Regions from separate parts of the Sus scrofa genome. Here all the other regions are linked to region 1. A link is a contact called in public HiChIP or PLAC-seq data. All regions are on one chromosome and are shown on one strand. The core of a region is the stretch at or near the end of the contact, and the rest is flanking DNA. Distances in the headings are between cores, read along the strand shown.

The links. HiChIP or PLAC-seq counts read pairs in DNA pulled down with a chosen protein or histone mark.
Region 2: a contact with region 1 is called in an H3K27ac HiChIP or PLAC-seq map of skeletal muscle, with 7 times the contacts expected there. The contact joins two enhancer-like sites. A contact is called at or near these places in 1 of 47 Hi-C or Micro-C datasets (skeletal muscle) and 1 of 2 datasets of contacts at active chromatin or transcription factors (skeletal muscle).
Region 3: a contact with region 1 is called in an H3K27ac HiChIP or PLAC-seq map of skeletal muscle, with 16 times the contacts expected there. The contact joins two enhancer-like sites. A contact is called at or near these places in 5 of 47 Hi-C or Micro-C datasets (fetal heart ventricle, heart right ventricle, retroperitoneal adipose tissue and 1 more) and 1 of 2 datasets of contacts at active chromatin or transcription factors (skeletal muscle).
Region 4: an H3K27ac HiChIP or PLAC-seq map of skeletal muscle shows a contact between it and region 1, with 8 times the contacts expected there. The contact joins two enhancer-like sites. A contact is called at or near these places in 6 of 47 Hi-C or Micro-C datasets (fetal heart ventricle, fetal skeletal muscle, heart right ventricle and 2 more) and 1 of 2 datasets of contacts at active chromatin or transcription factors (skeletal muscle).

The regions. Positions count from the first base shown.
Region 1 is chr1:105,507,230-105,510,826 of Sscrofa11.1, forward strand. No RefSeq gene overlaps it. Among named protein-coding and RNA genes, the nearest start is that of TCF4, 430 kb to the left of the region's middle. Within about 2 kb of position 1,577, at least 8 of the 83 cell types and tissues checked have an H3K27ac peak or open chromatin away from gene starts, as enhancers often do. A contact at or near this core is called in skeletal muscle, where this site is marked.
Region 2 is chr1:105,236,113-105,239,219 of Sscrofa11.1, forward strand. No RefSeq gene overlaps it. Among named protein-coding and RNA genes, the nearest start is that of TCF4, 160 kb to the left of the region's middle. Within about 2 kb of position 1,694, at least 32 of the 83 cell types and tissues checked have an H3K27ac peak or open chromatin away from gene starts, as enhancers often do. A contact at or near this core is called in skeletal muscle, where this site is marked.
Region 3 is chr1:105,848,182-105,851,334 of Sscrofa11.1, forward strand. No RefSeq gene overlaps it. Among named protein-coding and RNA genes, the nearest start is that of TXNL1, 160 kb to the right of the region's middle. Within about 2 kb of position 1,265, at least 13 of the 83 cell types and tissues checked have an H3K27ac peak or open chromatin away from gene starts, as enhancers often do. A contact at or near this core is called in skeletal muscle, where this site is marked.
Region 4 is chr1:105,955,290-105,958,818 of Sscrofa11.1, forward strand. No RefSeq gene overlaps it. Among named protein-coding and RNA genes, the nearest start is that of TXNL1, 56 kb to the right of the region's middle. Within about 2 kb of position 2,027, at least 5 of the 83 cell types and tissues checked have an H3K27ac peak or open chromatin away from gene starts, as enhancers often do. A contact at or near this core is called in skeletal muscle, where this site is marked.

The DNA.
Region 1 (3,597 bases), core at 327-2,826:
CATTAAGTCTTTGCTCTGTGAAATGATGGCAGATAATTTATTTATTTCATATGTCATGGAGCAAACCATCATACCAGTCTTTCTTTTTAAATCTTTTTTTAAAATTCTCCATTTTACTTTATTTTATTTTTAGGCCACACCTGTGGTATATGGAAGTTTCCAGGCTAGAGGTCGAATCAGAGCTGCAGCCCAAGCCACAGCCACGCCAGATCAGAGCCGCATCTGCGATCTACGCAGCTTGTGGCAATGCCAGATCCTTAACCCAATGAGCGAGGCCAGGGATTGAACCTGCATCCTTATGGATACTAGTCAGGTTCTTAACCTGCTGAGCCACAACAGGAACTCCCATACCAGTCTTTCTAAGAGTCTTTTCCTGTTGTCTTCCCATCAGCTAAAATCTAGATGACACAGACATTGCCAGGGTTTTCTGGACAACAACAGAATCAAGTTTTTTTCTACATAGTTTTTCCTCCCAGAAAACACCTCACTTAGGTTTAACCCATCAGGGCTAATCTAACTATACTAAGAAGGGAACAATAACAGAAGTATCTCATTTGCTAACTTCTGCCCTCATTTGGTTCATTTTGAATACTTTATTAAAAATAAAATGTATTATCACCTCTTCATTTATCTTCCATATCCAGAAGGTTTGTCTGAAAGATTGATCTAATTCCGGACACTAAGGGAATATCACTTTGTTGGCCGATCCAGAGGGTCTTTCTGATGTCCTAACCCTGTGGTTTTAACTAGAGGTACATTTTCCAATACAGACTTTCCAAATGCAATTTCCTATCAGTGTGCGCAGAGAAACAATGCTGACAGTATTTCTACTCATCTTTTACTTTACGGAAAGGTGATTATGTAGCACATGACTAAGTTTAACCAAAGGGATGGGGAATCCAGTGGGGTAGAGGCCTTGGCCATGAGCATTCAGGAAGCTGGAGCAGCGCCACCTGAAGGAGTCAGGAGGCCAGTGGCCGGATGTGCACGGATCCCTGGGGGGGTGGGGGTGGGAGAAGCCAGAGCAGCTTAAATGGTCAAAGAATTAAATGTAAAGTGAGCTGCAAGGGTCAGATCTGGATTGAAGCCCAAATTCTGAGTCTCCGCATCCGTCCGGGGATAAACTTGGCTCCTAATCAGGGCTGACAATTAGGCCGTACAGTTAATATTTTTACAGCTGTTTTATTAATAACACATACAGTGCATCCAGCCAGGATTTGTTGGAGACACCTCAGGAAAACGAATGATGTAAATAACAGATGGATGTAGAATATTCCTACAAACAGGCATAAAGATATTCCCTTCTTGTTTAAAAAGAATTTAAATAGACAGATTGTAGATAAACAGGCAGACAGAAAGGGGGAGAGAGAGAGGATTTATGGTATTTGAGGTAGTGGCTGTATGCATTCTCATAGTAGAGACCATGGACATAAACACAGAAGCTTTCTATAGGGAAGGAGAGACTCGAAGGCTTGGCTTCCAGAAAAAATAAATTCCACAGTACAGGAGGCTGAGCATGGCAGCATGGGGGCTATTGGAAGCAGGTGTGCTATGTGGTTCCTCTAATACCTCCTCTGATATGCGTCTCAGGTCCAGAGACCACTCATGTGGCTTGCCTGGCCATACCCCAGCCTAGCCTCAATACACAGGGTGGCCCAGGGCCTCTGTCCTCCCCTCTTTCTACATCTGTCAATCTCCTATCTGAAGACCCCATGCCTGCTCACCCATTTTGCCTCTGAACTGGGAGCCGTGATATTTCCATCTGAAAAGAGAAATAAAAAATTCAGGATCTTCATGTCTTTTGTTTTCACTCCTACTATTTTTTTTTGTACTGCTTTTTCATGTGCCTGCTGCACTGTGCTCCTACCATACTTTGCAACCAGATGGCTCAGGAATGAAGAACAAAGGCCACTAAAAAGTGGGCGGGGAGAAAAGGAGAAAGAAGCAGAGAGCTGAAAGTCAAGGCGAAACCAGAGATCGGAGCAAAGCTCAAATGCTTTAATCACTGATGACTTTTTGTTGAATTATGAGCCTAGAACAGATATTCTTCTTGGTGATCCTGTGCATGGGGGAGTGTATGTCTGTGTGTGTGTGTCAGTGTCTGTGTCACACACTTATACATCCCTGGTCCTTTATTTCACTGATAGGGAATCAAAGCCAGAATCCTATTTTCTTTGGTCCATCTCCATGTTTCCTGACTCAAATCAAATGAGGTGTGAGACACCTTTACCCAGAGGGAGATTGCTGAGCATTGATGTGGGCACAGGGAGTGAATCCTGGCACCTGGAGGGAGAGTTGTGGTGAGTTCAAAGGGCTCAGGAGCTGTGAGACCTGCCATTTCACAGCCTGGTGACTTTAGGCAAGTCACTTCCCTTCTCTCACTCTTAGTTTCCTTCTCAGGAAATACCGTCCTTGAAGGGATGTTGTGAGTGTTAAATGTGCTAATATAGGTGAAACACCTTGAAAATTAGAATTCTAAGCACCCAATGAAAAGATTGTGGTTATCCTGGAGTATTGCAACTTCTCCCAAAGCTAAAAGTGGTAAGAGTGTCTTCAGTGCTTTTCTGTGACCTTCTGCACTCTTGAGTTTTACACTGCACTTAGATCCCTACCTAAGCTGCCTACCTCTCCAGATTATGCCCTACACTATCAAGCTTTCCCTTGACCCCCTCAGTGGAACTTAATGTTTGTGTACATTGGAATGTTGTTAGATTATAGGGTGACCCAATTGTGACTTAGGCTATTAATTACTTTGTATGTGAGCCACAGAAATATTTCATTTTTAATCAGGAATTTCTGTAGATACAGTGCTTCAAAGCAAAAGGAATGACTATCTAATGGTAAAATTTAATGCAGGTTGAGGAAACTCAATAGCTTTAGGAGGGAAACATTTGTTATTCTCCTAGTATGAGCTACACACAAAATCCTATTCTGCATCCTTGTAAGGCCAGGCCAGCATCTATGATTTGTGGGAATATCAATTAGGAAAGAAGGAAGACTTCATGTGGGATTTATAAGTACTTCTGCTAAAGCCTTACATATCCCTTTCTACCCTCCAGATAAGCTAAAGTTTTCTTCTCACTATAGTATGTATAGTTATACTCCTCTTTCCAGACCCAGACAGGGTGAGGATGCTTGTGAAAACGTGTGACTTCATATTTTTTCATTTCATATGAAATTGTATCTACGGCTTTTGCTTCTCTGATATCATGGGAGACAGTGAGGGGAATTCAGGTTCCAGATGAGCAAAATGAAATATAAAGCGAATGACTGACTCCCTCATCTTCCAAGGCCAAGGAGGTATTGGGAGTGCACAACGCACCTTTCCTAGTCAAGAAGATGGGGGTTTCATCCTTCACATGGGAATCCAGGCAGAGTCCTGTATCATGGGCCACCCATCTGTATCATGGGTTGAGTGGCTAACTCATGGCTCAGAATCTCACATGTTTGGCAAAAAATTGTAAGAAAAATTAGGGAGGGCTTGCAAGTCAGCGACCTTCCTGCCAACGTATGTTTTGAACCTCTCCAGGATTGCTTAATTTCCTTAGTCCTTATAAAACAGCATCATGATTAGCTAACACATAGGGTTGTGGGGAG
Region 2 (3,107 bases), core at 444-2,943, 270 kb before region 1:
TTCCCATTTTTCCTCTGTAACTAATCAAGATTAAAAACACTAATTCTCAAGTTCTTCTTTACCCCTTCCTTAGTCAATTCTAATTCTGCTCCTATCTAGTTATAAAAGCCCTCAGGCAATTTGCTTTGGGCTCTCTACAGGTTTCTGCTCTGTAAAAGGATTGGATTAAAACTCATACCCTTTTTCTCAAGTTGTGGAAACAATTCAATGAGATAATGCAAGTAAAGTTTTGGATAGATAGGTGCCTGGGGAAATATATTCCACCCCTATCTCTTCTTCGTAGGTTGGTATTTTATCTATCTAAAAGGCACAGAAACTAAAGGTTTTCTTGACCTTTTTTTTCTCCAGGGCACTAAATTCCTATTTCCTAACATTTTTCTAACAGACCTTATTTTCCCATCATGTACTTATTGCAACTTCTCCATTCCACATCATGTTAGAAACGGAACCTAACAGGGTTCGATAAAGCCAGTAACAAATTTCTTTTCCTTCTCCCTTTCCACTTAGCCCTCTCCCCCCAAAAAACCCTCCCCCCAAACAGCCCCCCCCCACCAAAAAAACTTCAAGAGTGACAGAGGAACAAGGCCCTCAAAGTTATCAATTAAATAATCTTCATCTTATGGTCAAAGAAAGAATGTTTCTTTGGGTTAAGAGAGTAGCTTAAAAATAAGGGGGAAAAAGGGTGTCTTTCCTTACTTCGTATTCATCAGCAGCATCCTTGGATTCCCTTTGTTTGCACAAGCGCAAGGTGCTGTGGGGCCCTTTAACACCTGCTTGGGTTCTTGTGAAAGCCTGTCTGATATCAAACATTCTGGATCACAGAGATGTTCATAGTGAATATGATACAATGAGCATGGGAAACGAAATATTTCCCATCCAGTAATATTTAATGTAAATGCTTTTAATAACTTGCTTATAAGGAATTCTTCTTGGTGGTTAAAACCAAGGAATTAGGGATCTAAGATACAACAACCAGAAAGAGAGTTGAAGCACTCCCTTCACGAGCTTCAGAAATATGAATTCTGTGTTCAGAAAACTTCCCACACTCTGGTTAATACATCCTCTGATTTAGAAAATGCCAGCAGCCCTGGCAGTTTCTGATGATGGATAATTTTTCCCCCCTTCAGGGCTCCAGACAGTTGGTGCTTAAGTGTCTACAATTTAAAGTTTTACATGTCTTCCTTGGGCTGTCATATGTTTACCTATCCCGTCCAGGACATCTCTCTAAATAATCTCTGAGTGGAGAATAACGATCCTTTCCTAGGAGATTTATCCGAGAAGGAACGTGCGCGGGGCCCTTCAAATTCCGAGGCTCAGATTTCGTTCCTGGCAGGTCAGATGGTGCGGTCTGTGGGCCCGAGGGATGCGCACAGCTGTCCCTACAAGAGGCACGGAGCACAGGTGCTCGGCCTCCCGCCGCTGAAGTCTCAGGGAAACTGCTGCACTGACATGTGAGTCGCAGGCAGTTTAACCTCGGATGCTCGACCCCTGAGGGCAAAAGAAAAAGTCTGAACCACCTACAGGGCTTCTGTCGCGATTAAAGCCCCTGTCCCTCTGCCGCCAGCCCTCCATCCACGCCGACATAGAGTCTTGGATTTGGATCTCGCTATACGAGCCTCCGCTGGCTACATCTCCATTATTTTCGCTGCGCGCGGTCCGGACCGGCTCGGCGGCGGAGGCCGAGCCTGTTTCGCTGGCCGGGGGGGCGTCCCTGTCCCCTGGCGGGCCACTGTAACTGCAGCCCTTTGGCCTGCGGTGGGCGTGCCCTCGTGCGCTCTTGCGGCGCCGCTATCTCTGTCGCCGACCGAGCGCCACGAGATCTTCCAACAAGTCGGGCTTGGAGCGCGCTCCTCGCGGTAGCCGCGCCGCCTCGGCGCGCCCGGCCGACCCTCCCGGAGCCAACCGCCCTGCGTTGTCGCCGCCGGCCTTGCCACGCGGTGCCTCCGCTCGGGCGCCAAGCGGCAGCTGCCTCGCCCGGCCTTATAGCTGATCATACTGCAGCGCGACACAGGGCCCCAAAAGGCGTCGTCTCCTCGGCTGCCCCGTGGTTTCTTTGCGGTTCAGCCTCCTTAACCTGGGGAGAAAGCCACATTTGATGGGATCTTTGATCAATCCTAGCGTTTCCTCCAGGTGTTTAGCTACCTCAGTTTTTCATTATTCTGCATTCCCTTTTGATTCAGTCATCTTTCCTCTTTTGGGTTGTGGGTTCTTCAAAGTTTAGACCTGGAATATTAAAACAACGTTATTTACAGTTTTATAATGGGGGCAAGGGCAAGCATGGGGAATTGGATGCTGAGTGGGTTTTTAATTTACAGACAAAAATCGTTTCACTGCCTGACTCAGGCTCTTAATTGTCCTCTCTGAACCTCAACTACTTCATCTATTAAAGTAAAATTTAAAACAGTTTTATCTCACCTGCCTTAAAGTAGAGGTTTGGTTAGATGACCTCATGAAGGGATCTTCCAGAGCTAGGATCTCTAAAAGATTTTGTGATCTGTAGTTTCAAAAGTTAAGATTAGAACTGTATCATTTCTTGAAAGTAGTGAGTGAAGAGCATTTTCTGTGCATCAAGTGTCAGAAGCAGGGGCTCTTTTTTCTCCCCCTCTCACCAGTTGGGGCAGGCTAGGGCTCTCTACACTCTGAATGTCACTGTCACAAACACACACTCCTGGAGTAGAGCTGGGGATTATTTAGTCCTTTAGGATTCTTTATACCATTGATTCTCTCCACTCATACTGATAATACAACAGTTAACTATATATTTAGAGTTTCTCCTCCTTGTCTCATGTTTTCAGAGAGAGAAGGGGGTGGGGAGAGAGGCTATTTCTCTTCTTTAAAATTAAAAAAAAAAAAATCAATCCCATTGATTAATGTAGAAAGTCAAAGACCCAAATCCCTTCCATTACTCTCCACTGTGATTAAAACTGAAGTGTTCTGAAAAATGTCATTTCAAATTGCAAGGAAGCAGAATCTCTCTTTCTCTCTGTCTCCCCTTCCCGATTTCTCTCTCTCTCTCTCTCTCTCTCTCTCTCTCTCTTTTTAAGGGAGACATAGAGATGTGCCCTTATGCTTTTTGATTCAGGAGTTTAAGAGGCCACAACTCAGAG
Region 3 (3,153 bases), core at 15-2,514, 340 kb after region 1:
AGGTTAAGGACTTACCAAATGACATGAGGATGCCTTTTTTTTTTTGCTTTTTTGGGCCACACCCGCAGCATATGAAGGTTCCCAGGCTAGGGGTCAAATCAGAGTTACAACTGCCAACCTATACCACAGCCACAGCAACGCAGGATCTGAACTGTGTCTGCAACCTACACCACCACAGCTCAGGGCAACTCTGGATCCACAACCCACTGAGCCAGGCCAGGGATCAAACCCACATCCTCATAGTTATTAGTTGGGTTCGTTACCACTGAGCCACAACAGGAACTCCCATGAGGATGTATTTTTACATAAACTTTCTTAAAAGAGTTGTGTGTTTCTACAGATACTTTGATTTGTTTAAGAGTTATTTGCTAGGTTGCAGTTTAGGAATTATATGGTGTCTTTGTGGAGTCGGACAGCAGTTTTCTTTGGGACATCAGATGAGATGCTTTCTGTGTTAGGCAAGAATTACCTAAACTGGTGGGCGTAGCTGCAGTAGCTTTCCATCTGCTCATGGCAAAGCCTCCTTGAACCAGGACTTACTAGAAGGAGGGCTGTGCTTATTTGCTTTGATGTATTATGGGTAGAGCCAAGCCCTACACCATGTACACATGGTACTTAATAAGTACAGACTGTTCAGAGTTTAAATGGATTGAAACTGAACAGAAAGGAAGAGCAGAAACTGATCAGCGCGGATTTGGCTTATTTTGAGAAAACCACATGTATCTGATTTAGTGCGGTCCAAATTGATATGCTCCAACTTGTTCACACACAAGACCTGAGAAGCTGGTCTCCCACCTCCCCGAGAGAAATCAAGGTAGAGATTCTGATGGCTTCCCTGCCAGTAAAGGAAACTTAAACAGAGCTTAAACAGGGGAAGAACTGATGTCGCTAAAACACCAGACTGACAGCCCGGGTACTTCCTTGCCACCTGGCCATTATAATACCCTCAGAGCTTCTGTCACTGTCATGCTTACTTTCCACTCCATAAAATGGAGTGCTAGAAACAGATACTAGGGGAGCAGCTTGCCTCCAGTGCCCTGCTATGTGACAGTTTCCTGCATAGGACTTTTATTCTTATTTGGCACTTGAACTTCGAAATGACTCAGTGATTCATGCTTTGCTGCTGCACGTGATAATTGCCTTGGCAGAAAAGGATGTCTTTGTTCTTGCCCACTCACCTTTTGTATGGAGTTTCCCACTCCTGTTCCCTTATTTATGACTTGTTGATGTTCATCTATTTTTAGCAAGTGTTTTGCTAATATCCAAGGAGTCATCAAAGATGCAGCTGCTTGGTCCCTACAGGAAACTCCGCTTCAGGGGGTTAGTGCTACTCTATAAGGATCTGTTCTCGAACATTCCTCTGCATGATGATGAGAAAGGCACTTCTTGATTTTTAAATTAGCTGGCTAATGCCTCTATCTTTTCTCTTCCCTTTTGGAGCTCGATGAACTCATATGTTATTCTTGGTTGGTTGTCAAACGAGCGAGGATGTTTTTCTGATCATCTTTATGTGGAGTTATATTTGGCTGGGTTTTTTCCTCCCTTTTCAGAGACTCCTTTCTTCATGGTGGGACATGTGACCTTGTTTTTACGTTTTCTGTGTCCCAGGCTAGGAAACTTGTGATTGTCCTTTCCTGTTCCTTCTTGAGTCACTGGTTTGTGTTACAAATGCCTGGCTCACTTCCTCCGAGTCCTTAGAAAGGGGTTTCTCCAAAACAACCCCACGGCTGCCTCTCTGTCATTGTGTGGATGTGGCAGCAGAAGCCATGACAAAGTCCATCCTTCTCCAGTAGCAACCCAATCTGGGTAACAGACAGTGTACTCAAAATGCTCTATTTTATTTCATTTCATTTCATTTTGCTTTTTAGGGCTGCACCCTCAATATATGAAGGTTCCCCGGCTAGGGGTCGAATCAGAGCTGTAGCTGCTGACCTACACCACAGCCACAGCAACTCAGGATCTGCTGTGATCTGTGACCTACACCACAGATCACAGCAACACCAGATCCAGTAGGGCCAGGGACTGAACCCGCATCCTCATGGATACTAGTCAGTTTCATTTCCACTGAACTACAACAGGAACTCCCAAAATGCTCTATTTTAAAGTGATCTTATTGTAAGACAAGCCACTGTGAAGTTCTCACTGCAGTCCAAGTGGGTCTTTGCAGGAAAAGAGGATATCCAGCAGTAACTCCCCATAAGGCTTCATGGGTCATCCATCGACCCATTTCTTTCTTTTTTTTTTTAATAATGATTTTTATTTTTTCCATTATAGCTGGTTTACAGTGTTCTGTCAATTTTCTACTGTATATCAAGGTGACCCAGTTACACATACATGTATACATTCTTTTTTCTCATATTATCATGCTCCATCATAAGTGACCAGGTATAGTTTCCAGTGCTATACAGAAGGATTTCATTGCTTATCCATTCCCAAGGCAATAGTTTGCATCTATTAACCCCAAATTCCCAGTCCATCCCACTCCCTCCCCCGCCCCCTTGGCAACCACAAGTCTGTTCTCCATGCCCATGATTTTCTTTTCTGTGGAAAGCTTCATTTGTGCCATATATTAGATTCCAAATATAAGTGATATCATATGGTATTTGTCTTTCTCTTTCTGACTTACTTCACTTAGTATGAGAGTCTCTAGTTCCATCCATGTTGCTGCAAATGGCATTATTTTGTTCTTTTTTATGGCTGAGTGGTATTCCATTGTGTATGTATACCACATCTTCTTAATCCATTCATCTGCATCAACCCTTTTCTATTCTTCCTTAAAAACATAAAATATTTCTTCTGCATTGGTCTGGGCTTTCAAAAATCAGGAGGGAAAACAAAAATCACCCTTAAAGAAAGAAAGAAATATATAAATAAATCTTAAAGAAAGAAAGAAGAGAATTTTGGAATCAATTTCACAAGTTTTTTTGAAACTGATATGAATCTACGAGAGGAGGAATAGTAAACATGGGAGACTGGAAGGGGAAGAGAAAGGAGGGCATTTGAAGTGGAATATTCTGCTTTTGCTCTTTCCCTTCCATCCAGCATCCATACGCTCTCACAGCAGAATGAGAGGAGGAAGAGGAAAACAGTGTTCCCAGGCAGCCCACAGCATGTAATGCTTTAAGACATATTTTGGAACATAGTGCAGTGCAG
Region 4 (3,529 bases), core at 777-3,276, 450 kb after region 1:
CTCCCGCTCTGAGCATCTATGAGACTATGAGTGATCCTTGTCCTTGAGGGATGAAGGAGAAAGGATTTCATTTAACGCCTGATCAAGAATCCAGGTAAACACTCCAACATTTAACTCTTTCGCACAACTAGAAAATGCCAGCATGAGTAAATCTTTTTCACTCTTGGCATAAGAAGGAAATTTCAAATCCATGTGATAGTCTAACCAGTGATGCTTTACCAAACTCAGAATTTAGAAAGATGTTATAAAACCTGATTTTACTGAGAGCATTTGGATAGACAGTTAAGTCACGCTCTTGATTTACATTAGGGTAATACACTATATTGCAAGGTCTTGGGTGGGCTTAAGTTATATCTCAGCTGTAGTTCTTTTTTGCTTCCGAGAGCCAAGAATATGTGGAAATACTCTGTTTTGTTTTTTATCAATCTCCGGAGTTCATGTGATATACTTCAAGGGCCAGCCATACTCTGGGGCTTATCCTCTTGGCAGAAAAGGCAACTGTTACAAGGTCAAACAAGGGCTTATTTCCTCCCCTTCAGGCCAGCTGAGGCCTTCCAACCCCAGACTAACTTTTATTCTTCTAGTTTAGCCCACAGACATTGTTCCCTAATAAAATGCAACCTATTGGGAGGATTGCCACTTAAATTACCCCAAGATTTACTTTTTAAAGACTGAGTCAAGATCAGCTTTTGCAGAGTTCCCATTGTGGCTCAGCAGGTCAAGAACCTGACTAGTACCCATGATGATGCAGGTTCAATCCCTAGCCTCGCTCAGTGGGTTAAGGATACGGCGTTGCTGCAAGCTGGATTGCAGGTGGGGCTTGGATCTTGTGTTGCTGTGGCTGTGGTGTAGGCCTGCGATTTGACCCCTAGCCTGGGAACTTCCATTCGCCTCAGGTGTGGTCCTAAAATGAGAAAAGATCAACTTTTGGTTAAAAGAGGACAAGGGATGAAGAAGACAGGGGAATCAGAGGCTGGCAGCACAAAAGTTGAATAGTTCCTTCTTGCCGGTATTTCCCAGGCAGAGTCCCACAAACAGGCACAACCATCACCATTCCCCTATGGGGCTTCAAAAACCCAATTTTCCTTGATTAGGTACTGCGAACATTTATTTCTTTTACCTATGCACACATTCTCAACTTTTTTCCTGCTGCTTTCTTGCTGGTTAAATGATGGACATCACTGAGTGTGGACCTGTGGCTCTGACACTCTTGGAGGCCACTTAATCCCACGTGCCACCACAAATAGAGATTCTCTCTGGGCCCCTAAGGATCTCTGTCGATCCTTAAATCTTTCCAGGGATGAGGACCTCACTGTTTCTCTAAGGCGCTGTGTTTAGATGGTGGGCTACTTTATTTTTAGGAAGTTCTTCCTTATATTGAATCGAATTCTCTCTTTCTAAACTTCAACTCATCACATCTAGTCTTCTGCAATTACTTCAATGGGTTGATCTCAAAGTCTCAAGTCAAAACTTCTCAGCTGATCAGCAAGGCCCTCCTCCTTTACTGTTTCTTTCACTGGCCTAGTTTTATGCAAAATCCTTGCATAATTGCATGAATTCTTGGTGACTGCACAGGTGACATGCCCATTCCTATTTCAAAAGGCAAGGAGTAGTTCCCGAAGTGGAGCAGCGTAAATGAATCCGACTAGGAACCATGAGGTTGCGAGTTTGATCCCTGGTCTCGTTGCCGTGAGCTGTGGTGTAGGTCGCAGATGAGCTCAGTTCTGGCGTGGCTGTGGCGGGAGCTAACCTTAGTACAGGGCAGTTTTCAGTGCAGCTCCACGTGGCATAAGATTTCCCTGGAGACATTCCTGGAGCTTTAAAAGGATCATTTCCCAGATTTGATAACAGATCACATTTTCTAATAGTTTCTAATATCTTACTTAAAATTAACCCACAGTGAATATTTTGACACAAACCCCCGAAGGAAATTACTTCCTATCCAAATTAACTACAGAATCAGGAAAAACTTTAAAAGGTTCTGTAACCCACTCTACTTAGGAGGGATGGGTTAGTATATTTCATCGGGCTGTTCCTGACATCTAGTGGTGAGGTCTGGAAGTGCTCAGAGTACTCAGAGCTGCTGACAAGGTGGGGGACATTCCTAACCTTAGTTAACATCTGCTCTTTGAATATTTATAGTTGTAAAAGTGTAAACTGAATATATTTTCCCATCCTCTATAATAATATACTCATCTTTGTTTTAGGCATCTTTCCTGCTTTATATGTTTTATATCTGGGCTTATTTTAAAATTGATGAAATTTAATTTTTTAGATTTTGAAAAAAAAATCCTCGAGGGGAAAAAAAGGGCATTTTGGATAAGCATAAATAATTGCATTTTGATCTGGAAACATACTATAAAAATGTTTTGCAGAAATGAATTCATCTTCAAATGTGGTTTTTAGACTGGATTCCTGTGAAATCTGAGTCATTTATAGCTAACCTTGAATGTATTGTTATTCACAATTAGAAGTAGATAAATTTCACAGGCAGAGAAGCTGACAAGTCTTTAAGACTTCACACTTAGTTTTGCAGGAAGAGCTGAAGTTAATTAGAAGTGATTATACATACATTGCATGTGTGTGTGCACTTGTGTTGTTGCACACAAGCACCGCAAAGGCCTTGGGAAGGTTGCATTTTTTTGTGTGTTTTAAAAATAAACATAATCTCCTTCCCATGTGTTGCTATAAGCCCAGTAAATCTAGGAAGCTCAGCAGGATTGAACAAGGTCATTTCTTGTCAGGACTCCAAGGGGGAGCAGGAAGCAACCCCGTGCATCAGATGCTGGCATTCTAATCCCTGCTCAGCACCGGATTCCCGGGCATGGGGGAGCCGCTGTGCCAGCTCTGACACGCTGGCAGACTGCTGCTTTGCAGTGAGCATAGGCGGAATCAGAACTGTGGCTCTCTCCCGACGGTGCACCTTGTAAGATGGCAATACATCCCTGTCCTGATAATAAAGGCAAAATTCCAACCGAGTCTGCTCACTGGGTTCTGGTAAACAGGAAAGTAATTGTAAAAGGTATATCCAATCGCTACCTCAAAAAAATCAAAGCGGCTTTATTGATTAGTTCTGGGGTTTGGGGGGTGGGGAGGTTAAATGTATATATTTAATGTATTCTTAAATAAGCATAATATACAATTTATTTAATTCCAGGGCAAAGCCCTTTACCAGTCAGCTGGTGCAGAGATCCTGGATGGGCCATAGGGTGTCGTCTATTTTGGGTGGGTCAGGTCGGGGGTCTGGGGGTGAAGGGTGGAGCTTGATGCTGGCATCTTTGGGGAAAACAGGTCTGGTGCCTGGGTCAGCAGGTGGGGCAGGCCTAGCACTTGAAGTCACAGAGACCAACTCAAAGCTAAGAAGAGCCTAGAGCCTAGGCCTGAAAATTCTATCTGAATTATGGTTTGCCACTGGGGTGACCAGCATGCTGTGTCCATGGGAGCTGCCTTGAGATTGGGGCCATGGGGGCTGGCTTAGCACAGGGGTGGAATAAATGCCTATATTCCTGGCACTTAGCCAGGTGCTGGG